Linked DNA regions of Mus musculus: region 2 is linked to region 1. The links are chromatin contacts, called in public Hi-C maps. All regions are on one chromosome and are shown on one strand. Each heading gives the region's core, a stretch centred on a gene start, on an enhancer-like site or on the middle of the called end of the contact. The rest is flanking DNA. Distances are from core to core; before and after follow the strand shown.

Region 1 (3,859 bases), core at 346-2,845:
ATACATATATATATGTATGTATATAAATATACACATATAATTTTTCCTGCTATAATGTCAATTTATAACTATGCCCAGCAAGGAACGTAGCTATCATGAGCATGTAATAGGTCTCCTTTGAGGAACAGGATGAGGAGGGAGGGAAGGAGGCTTGAATGGATGAATGGGATGGGACAGATGGGTGGGGTGGGAAGGATGGATGATAGCCTAGCTACCTCCCTTCTCCCAGAGATCAGGGATCTGAGACCAGAAGCTCAGATCGAATATGTTCACTGTAGATCTTAGTGGACCTTCTAGGGAGTTAATCTGAAACCAGAGAGTTCTGATCCCAGACTTGCAAGCACTGAAATTCAAGAACTCAGAACACTCATTTCTCAAGACTCCATAGTGAGAGTATATTTAAAGTGCTCTCCACAGCCCTTCCTCCTAAAGTCTGCTGGCCTTTCAAAACCAAAACACCACTATCTACCTTGTCTTCCATTACGGTAACACTCTCATTCCTCAAGGTACACACTTGAGGATGAACATTCTTATGGGGGAAAAATACGTCTAGTTTTTCTTAAATTCTCCAAACTCCCCCCCCCCCATACCAGTGACTCAGCCTTGGTTATGGCACATGGACCAACGTCTAACCCTCACATAAGTTCCTCTTGTCATTCTATCTCTTGACCTTGTCTACCAAACCAGCTGTCTGTCCCTGGCAGGGCTACCTCTCCACGTCTCATGCCCTTCCTCTCTTCTGCCCTGATGGCCACAGCCCTGATCAAGGTCGATGTTAGCTCTCACCCAGCTTTGCAACAGTTGCCCAACTGGTTTCCTATCTCCAGTTTCTTCCTCCTCCGACTCATACACAGTGAACACCTGCCACAATAATGTCCCCCAAAGAAAATATAGGTGACTCTCACTAATCCTGTTGGAATGCCAATGGCTTCTTAGGACAGGGGAGTTGAGTCATTCTGTTTTCCAGGCTTGTCCTCCATGGGCTCCCGAATGCACCGTGCATCACAACTTAATCTACCCTGTGCACTCAACCCCGGCATGACTTGGAAGTAAAGCATGTATACCCTCATTCTTCTGCACCCCTCATTTGCCTTCCCCCCCAACATATACATAAGACTACTGAAATCCCACAAAGGGACCTCCAGTCTGATGTGCTGGTTGAACCATTGATCTGAACAGGCACTAGACTGAGAGAGCTAAACCCCTCCTTTTCCTATGTGCCCTACATCAGAAATGGCCCCTCCTCTATATCTCTCTGGTAATTTGGCTGGATTTCCCCTTGATTAGAGCCAATGTTCTCACATCCATGGTCCTCAAGGCAAGAGGCAGTTGTGCCTCTGTTTTATCCCCAGAGCCCTATGGGTGACATCTTTTCAATAGCCTCTTCAAGGATGTTGATGGCAATATATCAACCTGGTTCTGTGACAGTCACTGTCATTCTTCCAGGGCCCCTATGTTGATTGTAGCTGGTGACCTGCCATCCAGGACTCTCGCCCCTCCCCTCCTCATGGTCAGAAGGCCTGACTGTTCTCAAGTTCTTACTCAGAGTTGAGAGAGCCAGAGTAACCCTAGCCAGAATGGAAAATAAACAGTTGCCCAACTTCCTCTAAGATGAATTTTAAAGAGGAAATCATTGGGGTGAGAAGAACAGACTTGATTTACCAGTTAAGGCTGTTGTCCCGGGCACATGCACATTCTTTATCTTCCCGATGCCCTGTGGCACACACCTGGATAACTTCTTCGGAGTTGTGGGCAAGCAATTTGTAAAACATGGGACGGGAGCGTTAAGAACGGGGAGGGAGGCAGAGACAGAGGGAGGGAGAAGGAAAAGGGAGGGAGGGAACAAGAGGGAAGGAGGAAGGGACTCCGTTTCATCTTGCAGGGATACTGGGAACAGATGTAAACAGGAAGATGTTCACTATGCTGCCATGGCGTTTGTGAGAGGCATCGTTCTTACCATTCTGAGATCTTCTGGCTGGTCTGCACACACGTTTCCCATCGACCTAGATGCCCACTTCCCACCTGTTCATTGGCCTTTTCCCCCTGGGAGCTCTTAAGTGGTTCTCAACCTTCCCAATGCTGCGACCGTTTAATATAGCTCCCCATGCTGTGGTGACCCCCCTCAACCATAAAATTAATTCTATTGCTACTTCATAACTGAGATGTTTCTACTGTTGTGAAATCAGAACGTCAATAGCTGATATTTCTGATAGTCTTAGACAATCCCTGGGAAAGGGTCCAGGAACTCCCAAAGGGATCACGACCCACAGGTTGAGAATCCACTGTCTTAGAGGTAGATGTATACACTCTATCTGTGACCTTGGTACTAAAGTATTTAGCCTGTAGCAGATATACACAAGACCTTGGCATTGATAATAGTTACATAAAGTTATGTTTCCTAAACTTGACATCTCCCTGACACCTTTGTGCTTTGTGTTCTAGGTGAGTATTCGGTCGCTACACAGGTATGCTTGCTGCTTTCCTTTGAGGCTGTCCTTTGCAATAATGTCTCTAAGATCACAGATATGGAAGTAGCTTATGACTTTCCTAGTTAAAAAAAAAAAAACCGGTGCTCATCCAGGCCCCAGGTTCCTCTCGGAATAGTGATTATACTTTATTCTCGAAACTGCCAGGGAAGTACATGGATTCTATAATGTAGGTCTTCTGGGGAGAGGGGTGGTTCCCTGTTCTCTTACCCGTAGTGTCTTCCTAAAGTAGAATATCTATCCTGATGCCTAAATGCTTCTGTGTATTAACTATCTACTTAATGGAGGACTCATTATTATCTGAGAAAAGGGGAGATGATTTTATCGCCATCCAGAATATCACACTAAGGTGGGCTGTACATGGGGAATGTATTTTGGTCATGTTGGTTAACTGGAGGTAGATTTCCTCAATCCCTAATTTGCCTCCCTTCCTTGTGCACCCATGCCCTGTGTCTGCCCCATATCTGGGTAGTCAACCTAGGAAATGACTCATAGAGCTCTGTGGAAAGGCAGATGAAGTGAGCAAGCAGATAGTCACAAACTGAAAATGCTAATACATTTATTCAGTAAGGATACAGGAAAAGACACCACCTAGCAAATGTAGATCTAAATTGAGTAGCATGTGTTGTTCTAACTTTTTGAAATAAGAGCAATTAATAAGAACAATTAATAAGACAGCAATGCCCACTAAGAGCCAGGCTGCACTGAAACTGATAATTTCATTCTTTGAATGTGGCAGTGTGTGACCATGAACGGCAAATATTTTTTTTTCCAAATTTTGCACAATTTGGCGAAAGAAATTAAGAACTGCAGCATGACTTCCATCCAGTGGTAAGTCTGCCTCCAGAGATTCCATCCATGCAAATAACCCTAGGCCTAGCAAATACTCCATGCCTCAAAATATTTGCTACAGTCTTCCTTACAAGTCACAAGACCTCCAGGGACCAATGAGGGCATTCAGTGAACACAGTAGACTAATGTCATTTCCAAGGGAAAATTCCCAGATCTGGGGCTGACCCTGGAAATGAAGATATCGGAAGGGAGGCCTATTAGGGCTTGAAGAAACCTACCACCCGTTTCCAGCGTGACAAAAGTAATTCCCCATTCCACAGGAAGATGCCATATGGCATAGCAAAACATTTTAGGAAGAGTAGGGCATGAAACTTGATGATTATAGTAAGGATGCAAAACTCTGTGCATGCATGAATAAGAAGATTGGTTCTCAAGGAAGCACCTCACTCTGGCAAAATAGTACAGCTTCCTGGCAGAGAGCGTGAACTCTCGTATCAGATCGCCACATCTGCAGTTCCACTGTGCCATGAACTTCCGATCTGAAGGTGAGGTGCTTCATTTCTTTGCGACTCTCTTTTCCT
Region 2 (3,779 bases), core at 29-2,528, 340 kb before region 1:
TTTCTTTTTGTGGGAGGCAGGGCATGATGCCTGTTTGTTTTCTGATAGAGAAAGGAGGCTCAGAATTGGGTGGGTGGGGAGGATCTGGGAGGAGGCAAGGAAAGGTACACCATCCAAGACAGTAACAGATCCTGATGTTCACTGCAGGTCCGAGCTTCTTGGATCTTTTTCGCCTATGATCTCTGCTTGCCTTGGTAAAGTTTCTAAGTGTGTAGTGTACGGTATGCAGGGATGTGTGTATGCGTGTTTGGACATGTATAAGCATGTCTTGCAGCATCCATAGTGTGGCTGTATCAACCAACTTCATGGTTTGTTCCTAAATCTTCACACGTGTTATCCTGATGGCCAGGTCTCTCTCTCTCTCTCTCTCTCTCTCTCTCTCTCTCTCTCTCTCTCTCTCTCTCTCTCTCTCTCATCCAGAAGGAAAACATTCCCTTATCTTCTATTATAAATATAAGTTGAACATGATTTTTAAATTACCTTGTCTCTGCATGCAGCAATGCTCTCTTCAGAGGAACGTATTGTTTGGTTACAAAGTAAAATTCTAGAGATACGCACATGTTGAATCAACCTCCAAGGACTCCTTCCGTTTCCACAAATGCAGTTATCAGTAGCACAAGAAAGGAAATGGCGTGTAAGTGGCTAAGCTTCAGAGATGTGCCTTTCCTGATGTGGAGATGTGGAGAGAGAGAGAGAGAGAGAGAGAGAGAGAGAGAGAGAGAGAGAGAGAGAGAGAGAGAGAGAGAAAGTTTACCAGAAGCAGAACCACCACTGCCAAGAAGCTAGCTTCAGGCTTCCTGATTCAATATGTGCCTGTTATATGCCATGGTCTCCATTTTTAGTGTGTGTGTGTGTGTGTGTGTGTGTGTGTGTGTGTGTGTGTGTGTGTTTCTCTGTGTGTAAGTACATGTGCATGTGTTTATATGCCTGTAGAGATAGGACAACCATGGCTGTCATCCTGAGGAACACCAAGTATCTTTGAGAAGGGATCTCTCCCTGGCCTGCAGCTCATCAAGCAGGTAAGGCTGAGAAGCATTGCACAGGGGCCTGCGGAAAAGCTATCATTCTGAGGAAAGCCTCCACATGGCATCTGCTAATGCCAGGTCAACAGGATAATCAGTCTCCCAGGACCATCGCAGGGGCTTTCTGTCATGAGTAGAGCTGTGTTTCCTCAGGTCCACATGCTGAGTGAGATCTTAGCAGTCATTGCCCCAGAATGGGACTTGACTTGGAAGTAATAAAGCAAGGATGACATCATTAGCATGTGACCCAGTGTGGTAGGCATCCTGATTCAAAAGAAGTGTGAACTCAGAGTCAGACATGAAGAGGAAAGGGTACAGAGAGACCTAAGAATGCCTTGCCTCTTCTCCTATGAGCAAACCAGTGGTTATGCCTCCCAGGGGCAGGAAAGAGACCATAATCAGGCTTCCCTCAGTCTACTAGGGAGAGTGTGGGCCCAGTGCTTTCCAGAACCGTGAGAGCCAGTTTCTGCTGCTTACATCCTTAAGCTTCTGGAATTTTGTTCTAATAGCATTCACATAAGCTCCTGGTATTTTGTTGTGATAAAATACAAATATGTTCACAAACCAAGTATGTTTTCCCTGGTTTGTTTTTTGTTTTTGTTTTTGTTTTTTTTTCATTTTCTTTGTATACGCGTAGTCTTCTACCCTTGTCTCGTTCAGCTTACTTTGTTAAGTGGTTGGTTTTCTAGTTGTTTTCAACAGGCAACCTATGGGCAAGGGGATGCTTGAAGAATGCAGAGCAACACACAGCAGATGGAGGAACTGAGTCTGCTCATCTTCACAACCTTCAGCCCAGACACCCTTCCAAGAAACCGCCACTATGACTTGAATCTTATGTTTTTCATTTTATGATTTATTCTTATTTCTTGTTGTTGTTGTTGTTAAATTCCAATTTTATGCCTTTTGTATTTTCAGTCTTCATTAAGACTTTTATTCACATCCTCTTTAAAGAACCTGCAACATATTCAATTGTAATTTTGAAGTCCTTGTCTATGCTTTGGCTATTGCATTATGATTGATGGCTTCTGGAGGAGGTGTCTTATCTTGACTGCTCATGTTTGTGATTTTTTGCACTGGGATCTAAGCATCTGGAGTTATGGTGTCTGAGGTGTTTCTTGATATATTTGGTCTTGTTTTTGTTGGATGGGTGTCTGTGGTGGTTTGTATATGCTTGGCACCAGGGAGGGGCACTATTAGGAGGTGTGGCCTTGTTGGAATAGATGTATCCTTGTTGGAGGAAGTGTGTCACTGTGTGGGTAGGCTTTGAGAGACCTTCCTCCTAGCTGCCTGGGAGTTAGTCTTCTCCTAGCAGCCTTCAGATGAAGATGTAGAACTCTCAGCTCCTCCCACACCATGCCTGCCCAGAGGCTGCCATGTTACCACCTTGATAATAATGGACTGAACTTCTGAACCTGTAAGCCAGTCCCAGTGAAATGTTGTCCTTATAAGAGCTGCCTTGGTCATGGTGTCTGCTCACACCCATGGAAACCCTGACAGGGTAAGACAATGTCCAATCCTTTTGTTGTTGTTACCCATACTGGATTTTAAGTAAATATAGTACAGATCAGGGGGTGACACGAAGGAATGTGGATGGTCAATAAGGAAAGGCTGACAGAGGCAGCGGGTAAAAGCTGGGGGTATCCTGAATCTGCACCTAGAGGCAGGTTCCCCAGGGAATCAACATGAGTTGGAACGATCCTGCAAACAGGCTCCTGCAGGACTCAGAGTAAGTCTGGAGAGACTGAAACAGAGGACAGGAAGGAGAGTAAAAACCACCCTCCTGCATCCCAACCCAGTGTGGCCAATGAAAATATTGGTAAAACATCTTCTTATGGCTTAGTGAGTGACATAAAGGGATGGAGATGGCTAGAGTGGGCAGCTGAGACAGGAAGGAAAAAAAACCAGAGCGAGCACCAGGAAGCAGAGTCCCTGGGAATAGGGGTGGGGTGGGAGGAGGGGTTCCTGCAGGGTGCAACAAGATTAAGATAAATGAGCTTTGAAGTTTTAAAGCAGCCCCATTCCCTGTTTGTTCTTAGATTCCTGTATGGAAGTAATGTGACCCACCAGCTTCCCGCTTCTGCCTCTGTGCTGACTGTGTCTTCCTCAATATGATGGACTCTGTGTTTCTCCAACTATAAGCTAAAGTCAACTCTTGCTTCCTTAAGTTATTTTTGCATTTCATCACAGTGACAAGAAAGGAAATGCATACAGCCACTGATAGCACTTAGAATAGAGGTTTTGTTTTCTTTGAGAAAAAAAAAAATCAGTGTTTGATGTGTGGGTCCTTTTTGTCCTCAGTCTTGTCTCTTAAGGGTCAAAAGTGTCAATCACTTTTTCAGCAGTTACACCCAGACATGACAGGAAGAGAGAGGGAGGGGGAGGGAGGGGGAGGGGGAGGGGGGAGGGGGAGGGGGGAGGGGGAGGGGGGAGGGGGAGGGGGGAGGGGGAGGGGGAAGGAGGGAGAGGGAGAGGGAGAGGGAGAGGGAGAGGGAGAGGGAGAGGGAGAGGGTGAGGGAGAGGGAGAGGGAGAGGGAGAGGGAGAGGGAGAGAGAGAGCTTTTGTCTTAGGCTAGCTCTGAGGGGTAAGTGATAGACTCTTTTATACCCAGCTGCTTGTTCTTCTTCAATGACTCTGTCAGCATTCATGGTCTTGCCTCCTGCTCACAAGCTGATGATGCTCAGATCTCACGGTCCACTTCAGAGCTCTCTCTGAGATTCACAAATACATATTCCACTTCTTGATGACACACCCTGTATT

Evidence for each region. A called contact is a pair of places that touch in the nucleus more often than the background predicts.
Region 2: a contact with region 1 is called in a Hi-C map of bone marrow-derived macrophages, with 21 read pairs. The contact joins two enhancer-like sites. A contact is called at or near these places in 2 of 484 Hi-C or Micro-C datasets (bone marrow-derived macrophages and nephron progenitors), 1 of 115 datasets of contacts at active chromatin or transcription factors (embryonic stem cells) and 1 of 9 other capture datasets (embryonic stem cells).

Annotation. Positions count from the first base shown.
Region 1 is chr10:67,487,762-67,491,620 of GRCm38.p6, reverse strand. No RefSeq gene overlaps it. Among named protein-coding and RNA genes, the nearest start is that of Gm51825, 7.1 kb to the right of the region's middle. Within about 2 kb of position 1,595, at least 19 of the 459 cell types and tissues checked have an H3K27ac peak or open chromatin away from gene starts, as enhancers often do. A contact at or near this core is called in bone marrow-derived macrophages, where this site is marked.
Region 2 is chr10:67,824,865-67,828,643 of GRCm38.p6, reverse strand. No RefSeq gene overlaps it. Among named protein-coding and RNA genes, the nearest start is that of Gm51769, 36 kb to the right of the region's middle. Within about 2 kb of position 1,278, at least 1 of the 459 cell types and tissues checked has an H3K27ac peak or open chromatin away from gene starts, as enhancers often do. A contact at or near this core is called in bone marrow-derived macrophages, where this site is marked.